3 separate regions of the Mus musculus genome follow, and all the other regions are linked to region 3. A link is a contact called in public Hi-C data. All regions are on one chromosome and are shown on one strand. Each heading gives the region's core, a stretch centred on a gene start, on an enhancer-like site or on the middle of the called end of the contact. The rest is flanking DNA. Distances are from core to core; before and after follow the strand shown.

Region 1 (4,030 bases), core at 61-2,560, 580 kb after region 3:
ACACGACATCATTTCCATGTAATTTGTCCCTATTTTCGGTAACACTTTCAAACATTGGTAACCACATCTATAATGCATAGGTGCTTCCTAGCTGTGTGCACATGAACTCTTTACTTCATAAAAAGACACATACTAGTTAGCCACCATGGGTACAATTATGTAGAAGTCATCTTCCACAGACCATTTTCAGTGAATTAAAAACAACCCCATTTAAAACAATCTCCTGAGAGCTTATAAAATTCTCTCCATCTCTGAGAAACTTGAAAAGTAACAAGCAATTCATTGCCCTTCTCTGAGGGGGTCACTAAGCAAACGATCACAGAGGCTCAGGGGTCTGCCTTCTGATCTGGTTAAAGAGCTTCAATCAAGGAGACCCTGTCACAGAAGCAGAACCAGAAGCTAGAAATGTGACTGCTGAGAGGTTTCCCTGACAGCACACAGGAGAGAGAACATTTTTACTGAAATTTCAAAGGTTAGAAAATGGATTTTGAAGCCAAAGACATAGTGTATGCAAAAGTTTCTTTTTTTAACTCTATGCTGAACAAGTCAGTACATGTTGGAGCGATGCAACAATCACTGTTGTCACACACTTCAGAGGCCAAATCATGTTTCTTATAAAGCAGCATAATAGTCATCTTTGCTAGCATTGAGAGAGAGAGAGAGAGAGACAGAGACAGAGACAGAGAGAGAGACAGAGAGACAGAGACAGAGAGAGACACAGAGAGAGAGAGAGACAGAGAAAGAGAGAGAGACAGAAAGAGAGAGAGAGATTAAATTTGAATGTCTAACATAATTTTTACAAAAAGAAACTCTTTTCATGGGATATGTTTTAGTTGATAAGTGAACCTTAATTTGTACTTTATTGATTTTCTTTGAGACAGAGTCCCATGTATCCCAGGTTTTCTTCAAGTCTACTATATAGTTAAACTTGATTTTAAAGGTCTGCTCCCTCGGTCTTCACCTCCCAGGTGCTGGCATTATAGGCACATCTACCACACCCAATGCTGGATACCAAAATAGTGGCTTCCTGTGCACTAGGCAAACATTCTCCCTACTAGGCAATATGCCTATCCATTTATTTCATATTTCTATGTCCTGAAACTTCATCGTGTGTATATGTGTGTGTGTGTGTGTGTGTGTGTGTGTGTGTGAAATAGGATTACATTACCAAGTTTCAAAAGTAATCCATTGTGACATTCCCTTGCTTGTTTTTCGTATTTTGAGAGTAAAAAGCCACTTCTAGAGGCACTGCATTTGCATTCTCTATGAGATGGTATTTTATAGATATGAAGAAAGTCTTCCAAAAATGTTAAGGGAAAAGATGACTCTCATCTTGTGACGTTCTTGGCATTTGCTTGTGAGATTTCTTGATGGCCCTGTACCATCAGAGACAGCTGCTTTGGTAAAAACTTAAGAAGAATGTCTTTATTCTCAGTAACAGAAAGAGACCATCAAAAGTTAAGATGAAAATGTGGTTTTGCTGCAGTCTGGCAAACTGCAAACTTTGTGAGCATAAAAATATTTGGTGTTCAGGTCCACCTGTGCAAAACATGGATGTCCATTAAACATTTCCCCAACAACTATAATGAACAAAAAAAATTATCATACTCAGAAAAGTAAAGGGAGCACATATACATGGGTTAATTCTCTGTTATACTTTTTAAATAAGCATATTGCTTCTGCCAGAGTGACAGTAGTTATAAGAGGGCATCATCTGCCAACTAGTAGAGATCATAATTCTGTCTCCCCCCTATATTAGTTAATCATTTTACAAAACCTGGAGATTTTTATAGTCACTATATGAGAAATATTTTAAGCTGACATTCTTTAAGTGGCAAGTTGTTTCCTTAATATGAGTTTTGCTCCCTGCTCCAAAAATGTTTTAAGAAAATATGATTTTATCATCATTTTATTTTGCTTAATGTGAATGATTTCAATGCAATTGAATTGAAAGCCTTGTCTTCTTGTACTGCTTTGCTTTGAGGAATTCCAGTGAACTTTGCTGCCATCTTTGTATGGTAAGTTTCTGCATAATCTCTATTTGAATTTACCGTACATAAAGGCAATGAGCTAACAGGTTATTGCAGAAAGCCATGAATAGATTGTTACTACATAATACATTTCTGTCATGAACACTAAGTTCGTATATTTTTCTGTTTGTCCATGTATGAATGTTTTCTTTAAGGTTCCGAGAAAAGACAGGGTGTCCTGTGCCTCCTACAAATTCTCTCATTCATCACTAGTCTTATTGAAACCAGAGCAGAGAGGCAAGCTGGAGGGCTGACAGGATACTGAATGGAAGACACCCTAAATGAAAAAAATCTCATTGTGGAAGCTGTAGTATGCCACAGTGTGTCCCATAGTAAATCCTGTTCAAACTTCTTGGCTTGCTAATGTTCACTGTTATTAAGTCTTGGCCTAGTTTGAGGATCTTTACTAGGACTGCTCTTGGATATCCTGTTGTTGCCCTGTGTCCTAGAGATCCTGAATTTCTTGATGTGCAGGACTGTCCCCTTCACCCACTCCAGCAGTTCATAGATGGCATAGATGTTGGATTGAGGCGACTCAGAGCTCCAGATCTGGGCCTAGGTAGAATCTGAGCTGGTTAGCTGCCATCTCTCCAGTATCACATCACCAGGGCAGGCTCTCTAGCACTGCTCCAGCTTGCTTGCCCACTGCCAAATAGTCAGAGCCCAGTGATCAGAGCCAGCTCTAATGCTCTGATCACTTGTATCCTTGCCAGCAGAGCCAGCTCTACTGTGATGCCCAGGCAAGGTACAGGGCCCACTCTCCTGAGTGCTGCAGCCAGTAAGGGACAGGAGCAGCTCTCCCACTTGCCACAGATGGCAAGGGGGTAGGGGAGAGCAGAATATCTCTCACCTTACCACCACATGACAGATAAGTGTCAGGGATCGCCCACTCTCATACCTTCAGGGCCTGCTCATCCACAACTCCCACTGTCAGAGACAGCTCTACTGTGCTTCCTGGGCAACGTGGGGCCCTGCTCTACAGAATACTGTAGATGGCATGGGGCAGGGACATCTCTCCTGTTATGCCAAGATGAGGGGTGGGGCCAGTTCTACACATCCCTCATTCACATGGCCCCAAACAGCAGACCAGATCATTGAAGTGCACCTGGCCTTTGGGGGTAGCAGACAGTTGCTGCTTCAGGTCCCTGGGCCCAGACATGACTTTCAGTGAGCATGAGCCAGGAACACATAATGACCTTAGGCCAAATATTTGGCTACTCATATCAGGCTGTTTTTCACTGCCCTTGTGTCTACAGTTCTGCCTCTCTACATTGTATACACATCCTTCTGCTTCTGCATCTTTCTATCCCTCCACCACTTAATTGTTCATCTTAGTGGCACTGGAGGTTTCTGGAATCATCTTTTTTTTTAATTAGGTATTTTCCTCATTTACATTTTCAATGCTATCCCAAAGGTCCCCCATACCCACCCCCCCAATCCCCTACCCACCCACTTCCCCTTTTTGGCCCTGGCGTTCCCCTGTACTGGGGCAAATACAGTTTGCAAGTCCAATGGGCCTCTCTTTGTAATGATGGCCGACTAGGCCATCTTTTGATACATATGCAGCTAGAATCATCTTAAGAGTGGTTTCAACAGTGCTATGTCCCACCTATGCCATGTAACACCAGTCAGGGGTCATTGTGGATATGGTCTTCTCAAGCAAGCTTACGTGGCACCTGGAAAGGGTTGTCTCAGGTTTGCATCCAGCCTAGCAACATGATGGTTGCCTCAGGACTAGCCCTAGTTCTCTCTTCTTCTTCTTCTTCTTCTTCTTCTTCTTCTTCTTCTTCTTCTTCTTCTTCTTCTTCTTCTTCTTCTTCTTCTTCTTCCTCTGATGTGTAGAGGAATTTTCTTTTTTTTTTTAATTTTATTTTAATTAGGTATTTTCTTCATTTGCATTTCCAATGCTTCTGAGAGCCACAATCCAGTGTGTTGTTTCAGGGTAGGCTGTCTTTGAACTCACAGATGAAAAACTCTTACATCTACTGGGATTATAGCTG
Region 2 (3,688 bases), core at 33-2,532, 800 kb after region 3:
ACACAGGGATGGCTAAATTTACAAGCCTGCCCATGCAACCAAAGTCAGTAAGTAAATCTGTCTCAAAGTAGTGGGATGCACATAAGAAATAACACAGAGGTTGTCTACTAGTCTCCACACGCCCATGCTCAGATGTATGTGAATTTGTTCACACATGTGTATCTCTGAACATATATAGACATAAACACACATGCATGCATGAAAATCTTATTATTTTTTTTCTTGTTTCTATGAGGTGTTGCTTAAGGATGTGGGTATGCTAGGAATTCATATTTAGAGGGATGCAGTTATGTAAAAGTTATAGAGAGTTTCTCTAGTCAGTTTATGTTACTATAACAAAGCATCATAGACCAAGAGAATTAATGGGATAGAGATTATTTCTCATAGCTGGGACTACAGGTCTGACATTAGGGTGCCTGTGCAGTTGGGTTCTTAGTAAGAGTTGCTGCTGTGTTAAAGGATGTTGGATGCTTCTTGTTTCTTTTGTGCTCTGAGCATAAATAGCAAAGTTTTTATTTTGCCTTTTACCAGGGTAGCAATTCCCCTCAAGAGGACTCTAGCTTCATGACCTTTTTAACTCCCAAGAGCCTATCTCCAGAAAGCATCACGCTGGGGATTAGCATGTAAGTATGATGGGAGCAAAGACTTAGAGCTGACAGCCTCCTTTGCTTCATTTAAAATTTTTCTTTTTAGAATTAGGAAAGAAATGGATGCACAACTTAGCAAGAACTTGCCGCTTCAAATACGCACATATAACTTTTAATGTACACAGATGGAGTTACAGGTGCCAGAATCCCTGCTCAGGATAACTGTAGGAAGCTGTGTATACTGTTGCTGGGGTGGGGGTGGGTGGGGGGAGCTTCCCCTTTGTTATGCTAGTGGCAGGGACTTTATCCCATTTACCCAGAAGCCTCTAGGCAACTGCAAATAATGCCAAGGGACCATGCTGCCATATGGCTGTTATGCAGTCCTTTCTGAAGGTGTCACCCAAAGGGGTTCTCTGAGGACTTACAGCCACGTGCAGATTGCTTCCCCCCCTCTCGCTGCCTGCTTCTTTCCTCCCCCGCATACCACCCGCCTTCCTCTCTTCCCTCAAATGTTCTGTAGCTGTCAAGTTTCTTTTATAGAAATAAGTGAAATTATAATGAGACAAGAGATAGACGTGCCAGAGATGAATAGAAAGACTTTATGGAATTGCTGCTGTATCTGAAAGCCTTAAAGAGGAGGCAGGAGGGCGGATAATGGCTGTCACCCTGCACAGGAAGCACTCCCCTGGCACATTTGACTTTCAAAACTGCTTCTGATCCGTTCATAGGAAGTTGGTGCTGTATTAAACTGCATCGTACAGAACTACACTGTAGAGGCAGGGAAAAGTCAAGACCCTGGAATTCTCTTCTGAAAAACCTCATCTGAGAGCCAGAGCTTCTCATTTGGAAAGGCTACCTTGTGGCATCTTCCTAGAGTTTTTGGTTGAGGACCAGTGTCCTTCCCATGTCCTGTTTTTCATAGCATGGCTTGTGCTCTGTTTTATTAGGAAAGGAGAGTGTACTCGTCGTTATGTTATGAAAGTATTGCTCTTTTCACCCATCAGCTACTAGACTGAAAAAAATTGCCTTATTATGAAGTTGATAGTGAAAGTTTCAGGGAGCAGATGTTCTAATTACTCCAAACATGCCCATCGGATAAAAAGAAAGTCAGAATTTTACTTGTGAGAATACCAAGCAGGAATTTTTTTTTTAAAGTGTGTGTGCATGTGCATGCAAGTGTATGTGTGTGTGCGTGTGTGTGTGTGTGTGTGTGTGTGTGTGTGAGAGAGAGAGAGAGAGAGATGCGCTTGTACCACCACAGAGCTCATGTGGTCAGAACAAAAATATGAGGAATCTTTTTCTCTCCTTCTACCATGTGGGTCCTTGTGATTGACCATAGGAACTCATGTTTGGCAGAAAGTGCCTTTCCCCATGGAATAGACTGTCTTGCTGGCCCTGAAGGAAACATTCCCACATTTGTGTTTTTGTCTCCTTTGTCTGTGCATCTCTTCTTTGCTAAAAATAAACTCATGAACCTTAATTCTATTGTTCCGTTTTTAAAAGTAGGAGTCATAGAGTTAGGTGTTAAATGATGTTTTAAAATTAAAGAAGGGCCTGCTATGGTTGTGCACAATTTTGTTACTAGCATTTGGTTGGCAGAGACAGATGGATCTTGGAATTTGAGGCTATCCTGTACGACAGAGGGATTTCAGAGGTAGTGAGACTTACAAAATGAGACACAGCAGCCTATGGGGAGGGGGAAAAAAGAGCAAAGTGGGACCAGAGCCTGGCATGCATGATTCTCCAAAGACAGAAGGAGCTGTTTTGATATGGATCTGAAGTTTACTGAGACACACAGAGAGAAAATGAATGCAATGTGATTTAACTGTATGAGCCGGAGCCCCACTGGCCAGCCATTTTACCCTAGTGAGCCCCAGACTGTAAGTCTCAAACCCTCACCCTTGGGCAAATGGCTCAAGTGACTATTTAACATATGAAAATAGGCCTGGCTGCCAGGTTCTCCCAGCATCCCTCAGTACCTACCTGTTACAGAGTATGGCTAGCATACCTCACCCTCTACCCTAACTCTCCAGCCCAGGGGTTGGACTGCCAATCGCTCAGCTGTTCTTCCCTATATAATCCAGACATTTTGATTACCTGACCTCTTTTGGTTCCCCTCTCTCTCCTCTCTCTGTTCCTCCTCCATCGCTTTACATGGCTCACTGTTATGTCTACTCTGGACTTTCCCAGATGCCCCATATCTGGCTCTACCCTCTTTGTTATCTACAATAAACCTCGTCCACCAAACCGAGGAGATTTCATGTCCTTTTCTTTTTATTTCTTTTTCAATATTCGCAGACCAATCACAGAATCTGCCTCAAAGGAGGTCACTGGTGTCCTAAGGGTGAAATCTCATATTTACCTCTGGTCTCCATCCATACTCTGTATATCTGAACTAATATACACACGGACACAAGTATATACATCTATGAATACAAAAGTAATGGAAAGTGGCAAGTATCAAAAATTAATTTATTCACATGCTACAATGTGTATTATCTCTCCATCCCACCCAGAATGTACTTCAAGTCTCATCTATAGGTAAGACCTCATCTATGACCAACTGGTTTCATTTCTACCATGGAGTCTTTTCTATCTCAAATGCAACATGTGTATATCATGGTTTAATTGATATTTTTGGAATTAATTAATGAATCAAGATCCAGGTCTGGAGTAGATAGAGACCACGGTAGAATCAGAGACAATGACAGAGCTGGGATGCAAGACCTCCTGAACTCTGATGTCTATTATGATTGGCTTGCATTCATCCTCACAAAATACTCAGCATGGAATAGCGCTCCCACACTCTACCTGTATCTGAATGTGAGACATGATTGTGAGACACTTTGGAAATGTAAAAACCCATGTTGATTCCAAGTCTGGCTCTCAATGCCATGGATTATTTTGCAAGTACTACTGTCTGGGCAATCAGTCTACACATTCTATGTGATGTGGAGATCCCACTGAGCAAATGACTGTTTCATCATATACCAATTGATGGCAATTTGTTGTTGACCAGGTGAACACTGCATGCCTCCACTCCATGTGCATGTGATGGACGTGTACTGGGCAGTGCTAGAGATGTTCATCATCAACTTTAA
Region 3 (4,253 bases), core at 1,119-3,618:
AATGATTTAGTGATGGAGACGATGTGTGTTTATCCCATAAGAAAGTAGCTTGTGACACAAAGACCCATCTTGGAAAACTGCCTGGGAAGAGGGTGAAGTTGAAGTGACAGGGGGCCATGAGTCCAAGGAAGATGACCCAGGCATGTAGCCGCTTTGCTCTGGCAAAGCCCCTGCAGCTTATGCTTGGGGGGCTGATGAGGAAGTAGCAAGGTCACTGACGCTAAAAGCGTGAGTGACCACACAGTCTTTAGCTGGCCTTGGGATCTGTAATGTAAAGGATAGAAAAGATGCACTCTCATTGATCTGTTATGATGACCCCAAAGCCCTTTTCCACAGAGTTCACAACTAACTTGAAATCTGACAATGTGAACAACAGGTTTAAATTTTCTCTCCAAGCTGTGTAACATCTCGTATGGCTGGAGTAAATATCTTCCTCTTCAGCTTTTATATCCCTTTTGAAATCCCCATCTTTTCTTCCGGACTTTTCTTATTCCTGTTGTCACTGTTGATTAGTTAAGAGACAGACCTCTTTCTCTTTTAACATCATCTCTCTCCATCATTGCTAGGTTTATTTAATAGACTAAAGCTCGTCCTTGGGCTTTGTTTTGAATTCTGTTGTTTTCCAGACTGAAGCTCGCACACAGGTTCTTTTACTGCTGTGTTTCTTGGTGTCACTACCCGGTTCCCATACTCAACCCCTGTGATTCCGTTCTTTTCAGATCATCTTAATAAGTTCCAGGACAAAATTCTGAGATCACTACTTACAGACTTATTAGAGATACATAAATGTTTAGGTAATAACTTCGGATGAAAAGACTTGCCATTTTAATGTGTCTACTGTAGAAAAATTTGCGAGGCTAGATAAATAGTTCAGAGGTTAAAGGCACTCGCTGCCCTATCAAGGGACTTCAGTTCCCAACATGTACAATGGCTCACAAATCCCTATAACTGCTACTCCAAAGGGTTCATCTCCTCTTCTGGTCTCTGTATGTATTACAAACATGGATGCATAGACATGGACAAAGACAGACAAATAATTCAACTTCTATTTTTTAACAGATACATTTATTTATTTAAGGTTACATAATGATTATTGTTTATTAGAAGCTTTAATGGCTACAAAACATATAAATTGAAAATAGATTAAGATATTCAACTGTTTGTGTGTTATTGAATGTCAAGGTTGTTGTTGTGCTTGTTGTTGCTATGTTCTTGCTTGTAGTATTTAATTGTGCTGTGGGAAGTCGCATATTTGTGAATATTTCCCTAGCAGGTACCTCTTTGCAAATAGTTTTGGTTTGTGGAAATATCTCTTTCTTCTTTGCTGCCATTATTTTGCTTTTAAAATAGACTTTTATGGGGCTGGAGAGTTGGTTCAGCAGTTAAGAATATTAGTTGCTCTTGTGGAACACCTGGCTTTGCTTTCCAGCACCCATATAGTGACTTACAAACAGCCCTACTTAGATAGTTTCAGGGCATTTGATGCCTTTGATCCTAAAGTCACCAGGTACACACAAGGTGCCCATACATACATTCAAGCTTCCCTATCGCTTTCTCTGTGACTTCCTGTACACTTCTACTTATCTCTGGAATAGTCTGTGTTACCCTGACTTCTCATTTTCTGGGGTATACTAAGGCAACTCTACTTTACCCAGAAGCTTGTACATATAGTAGTTGCTATCCACTTGATTTTTTTAAAAACAAAATTTTGGAATACTCCTCACATTTTTGATAGAACTACTACTTAAAATGGAAAAATTATTTATTCATAAAAACAGATTTAATATGTGATACAAATACTGACAAATATGTAGCCAAAAAGTTAATAGCTATATACTTAAAATATATATGGTTAGCCAAAGTTTATAAAATTTTTAATTAGAAAGTGCCAAAAATCCATCTAGTTACAGTGATAAATTGTGCATTTAATATAGAAGTTACTATTATTTGCCATTAAAAATAAATACTGTTTTGATTAATTATTTGTTACTAAGTGTCTTTACAGAATTTGTTGGACATTGTGTCAATCAGCAGAAGTAGTGTAATTAAACAATATTATCAAGATGAGTTAAAATAATGTAATCACATTACATTATTTAACTAAATTTTAAAATCTAAAGAAAATGTTTTATAAAATTTGTCTTTAAAATTGTAAATATTTTATAGCATTTTATTCTTTGATATGGATTCCTAAATGACAGGATTTAACATTGTGATTAAAGCAAAAGTATGGAACAATTGTTTTAAAAACTGGCATTAGAGGGCACTGTTGGATGCCTTGTAGCAACTACAAAACTGAATGCACAGATCAGTTGAGGAATTTTTATGGGGTTAAACTTTAAAACGTTTTAATTTTCAAACCCACATGTAGATTTAGAGACTATTTTTGCCATAGAAAGATGAGAGAGCCAGGGAGGGGGAGAGGAGGAAGAGAGAAGAAGGAAAAGAGGGAGAGCATACAGAAGAGAAAAAGAGATGGTAGAGGGGACAAAGGAAAGAAAGGAGGGAAGGAGGGAGGAGGGGAGGGAGGGAGGGAGGGAGGAAGGGAGTCATCAATCTATTGGATGAGTCACACTGACATTGTGAAGTGAAAAGGGGAATGGAAGATAAAATTAAAAATCAGAATCCTTAGAAATATTTTTTGTTTAAAAAGCTAGGTATATTAGGATGGATTAAAAAAGAAATATAAAAATCTACTATTGTAAAAGCTGAGATGCCTAAAATATATACAAAAGTAAATAAAAAGGAAAGAGGAGAGCTACTTCAAGGGAAGAATAGCAAGTGGGGGTAGGGGAAACAGGGGAAGACAATGGAATCAACTATGAACACGGCATATTATGTGGGTGAAAGGTCCCAACTAAATTCATGATTCAAATAAAAAAAAAAAGATAGAGTAGAACAACCACGATACTGCGCGTTTAGATCATTTGCTTAGTTCTCTTTAGAACAGTATGATCTGGGCATACTATCCCGTGGAGCTCTCAGACTCTGAACCACCAACCAAAGAACGTACAGGGGCTAGACATATGTAGCAGATGCGCAGGTTGATCTTAATGTGGGATCCGAATAACTGGAGCGGGATCTGTCCCAAAGCTGTTGCCTATACGTGGGAGAGGTTCTACTAGCTAGGTGGTCTCCTCAGGCCTTAATGGGAGAGGGAGTGTGTGCCTAGCCTCGCAGAGGCTTGAAGTGCCTGAGTGAAGGGAAACCCAGAGGGGTCCTACTGGCTCAGAGGAGAAGGAGAGGTGAAGAGGTGAAGGATTATGGGTGGGAGTGACCAGGACAGGGGCTGTGAGCTGGATGTAACGTGAATCAGTTAAAAAAAGAAGAAAAAAAAAAGGAGAGAGAGAGAGAAAAAAGAGAAGAAACATCATTGCCAAAAGGTCACTTTGGATGTCACCCAGGGTGCAGAACAGTACTAGAAAAGACTGATTTTTGTCATTACATTGTAAAATTATCACTGTAACTATTCCCTCCCTTGCTGAGCACAGGAGGACTATAATTAAATGTTTGGTTGCAGTGTTTTTAGAATGTATGGTTCTTTTGTTTGTTCACTCAAGATTATAACCCAAAACAACTGTAGAAGCCACAGTCAAGCTTGGAAACACAATCTTCTCTAGTAACTAATAAGTACATTCCCTGAACTCCACTAACATGAAACTGTCGCTAAGTGCAAAGAGAAGCTAGAAAAAGTCTTTGTGTATTTTCGGGCAAATCATTTTCTTTTGAATGTATTAAAGTTGTCTATGTTCTTATTCTTGGATACACAAAAACACAATTGTTATTAGACGCGTTCTCACGACCGGCCAGGAAGAACACCACAGACCAGAATCTTCTGCGGCAAAGCTTTATTTCTTACATCTTCAGGAGCCAGGGTGCAGGAAGCAAGAGAGCAAGAAGCAAGAGAGAGAGAAGCAAGAGAGAGAGAAGCAAGAGAGAGAGAAAACGAAAACCCGTCCCTCTTAAGGAGCATTCTCCTTCACCTCGGACGTGTCACTCCCTGATTGGCTGCAGCCCATCGGCCGAGTTGACGTCACGGGGAAGGCAGAGCACAAGTAGTCATAAGATACCCTTGGCACATGCGCAGATTATTTGTTTACCACTTAGAACACAGCATGTCAGCGCCATCTTGTAACGGCGAATGTGGGCGCGGCTCCCAACATCTCCCCCTATCCTTTTAATAAGAGCAAATAGGCCACCCATATTAATGAGAGTGGAGATAGAGGTCAAATCCCCAGTGTGTAGGTAAAGGA

What was found. Hi-C and Micro-C count contacts between places; a contact is called where the count stands out from the background.
Region 1: a Hi-C map of cortical neurons shows a contact between it and region 3, with 2.7 times the contacts expected there. The contact joins two enhancer-like sites. A contact is called at or near these places in 2 of 484 Hi-C or Micro-C datasets (cerebral cortex and cortical neurons).
Region 2: a Hi-C map of forebrain shows a contact between it and region 3, with 2.7 times the contacts expected there. The contact joins two enhancer-like sites. A contact is called at or near these places in 3 of 484 Hi-C or Micro-C datasets (cerebral cortex, cortical neurons and forebrain).

Annotation. Positions count from the first base shown.
Region 1 is chr2:7,951,736-7,955,765 of GRCm38.p6, reverse strand. No RefSeq gene overlaps it. Among named protein-coding and RNA genes, the nearest start is that of Gm30904, 390 kb to the left of the region's middle. Within about 2 kb of position 1,310, at least 4 of the 459 cell types and tissues checked have an H3K27ac peak or open chromatin away from gene starts, as enhancers often do. A contact at or near this core is called in cortical neurons, where this site is marked.
Region 2 is chr2:7,731,880-7,735,567 of GRCm38.p6, reverse strand. No RefSeq gene overlaps it. Among named protein-coding and RNA genes, the nearest start is that of Gm30904, 610 kb to the left of the region's middle. Within about 2 kb of position 1,282, at least 21 of the 459 cell types and tissues checked have an H3K27ac peak or open chromatin away from gene starts, as enhancers often do. A contact at or near this core is called in cortical neurons and forebrain, where this site is marked.
Region 3 is chr2:8,535,131-8,539,383 of GRCm38.p6, reverse strand. No RefSeq gene overlaps it. Among named protein-coding and RNA genes, the nearest start is that of Gm30904, 190 kb to the right of the region's middle. Within about 2 kb of position 2,368, at least 14 of the 459 cell types and tissues checked have an H3K27ac peak or open chromatin away from gene starts, as enhancers often do. A contact at or near this core is called in cortical neurons and forebrain, where this site is marked.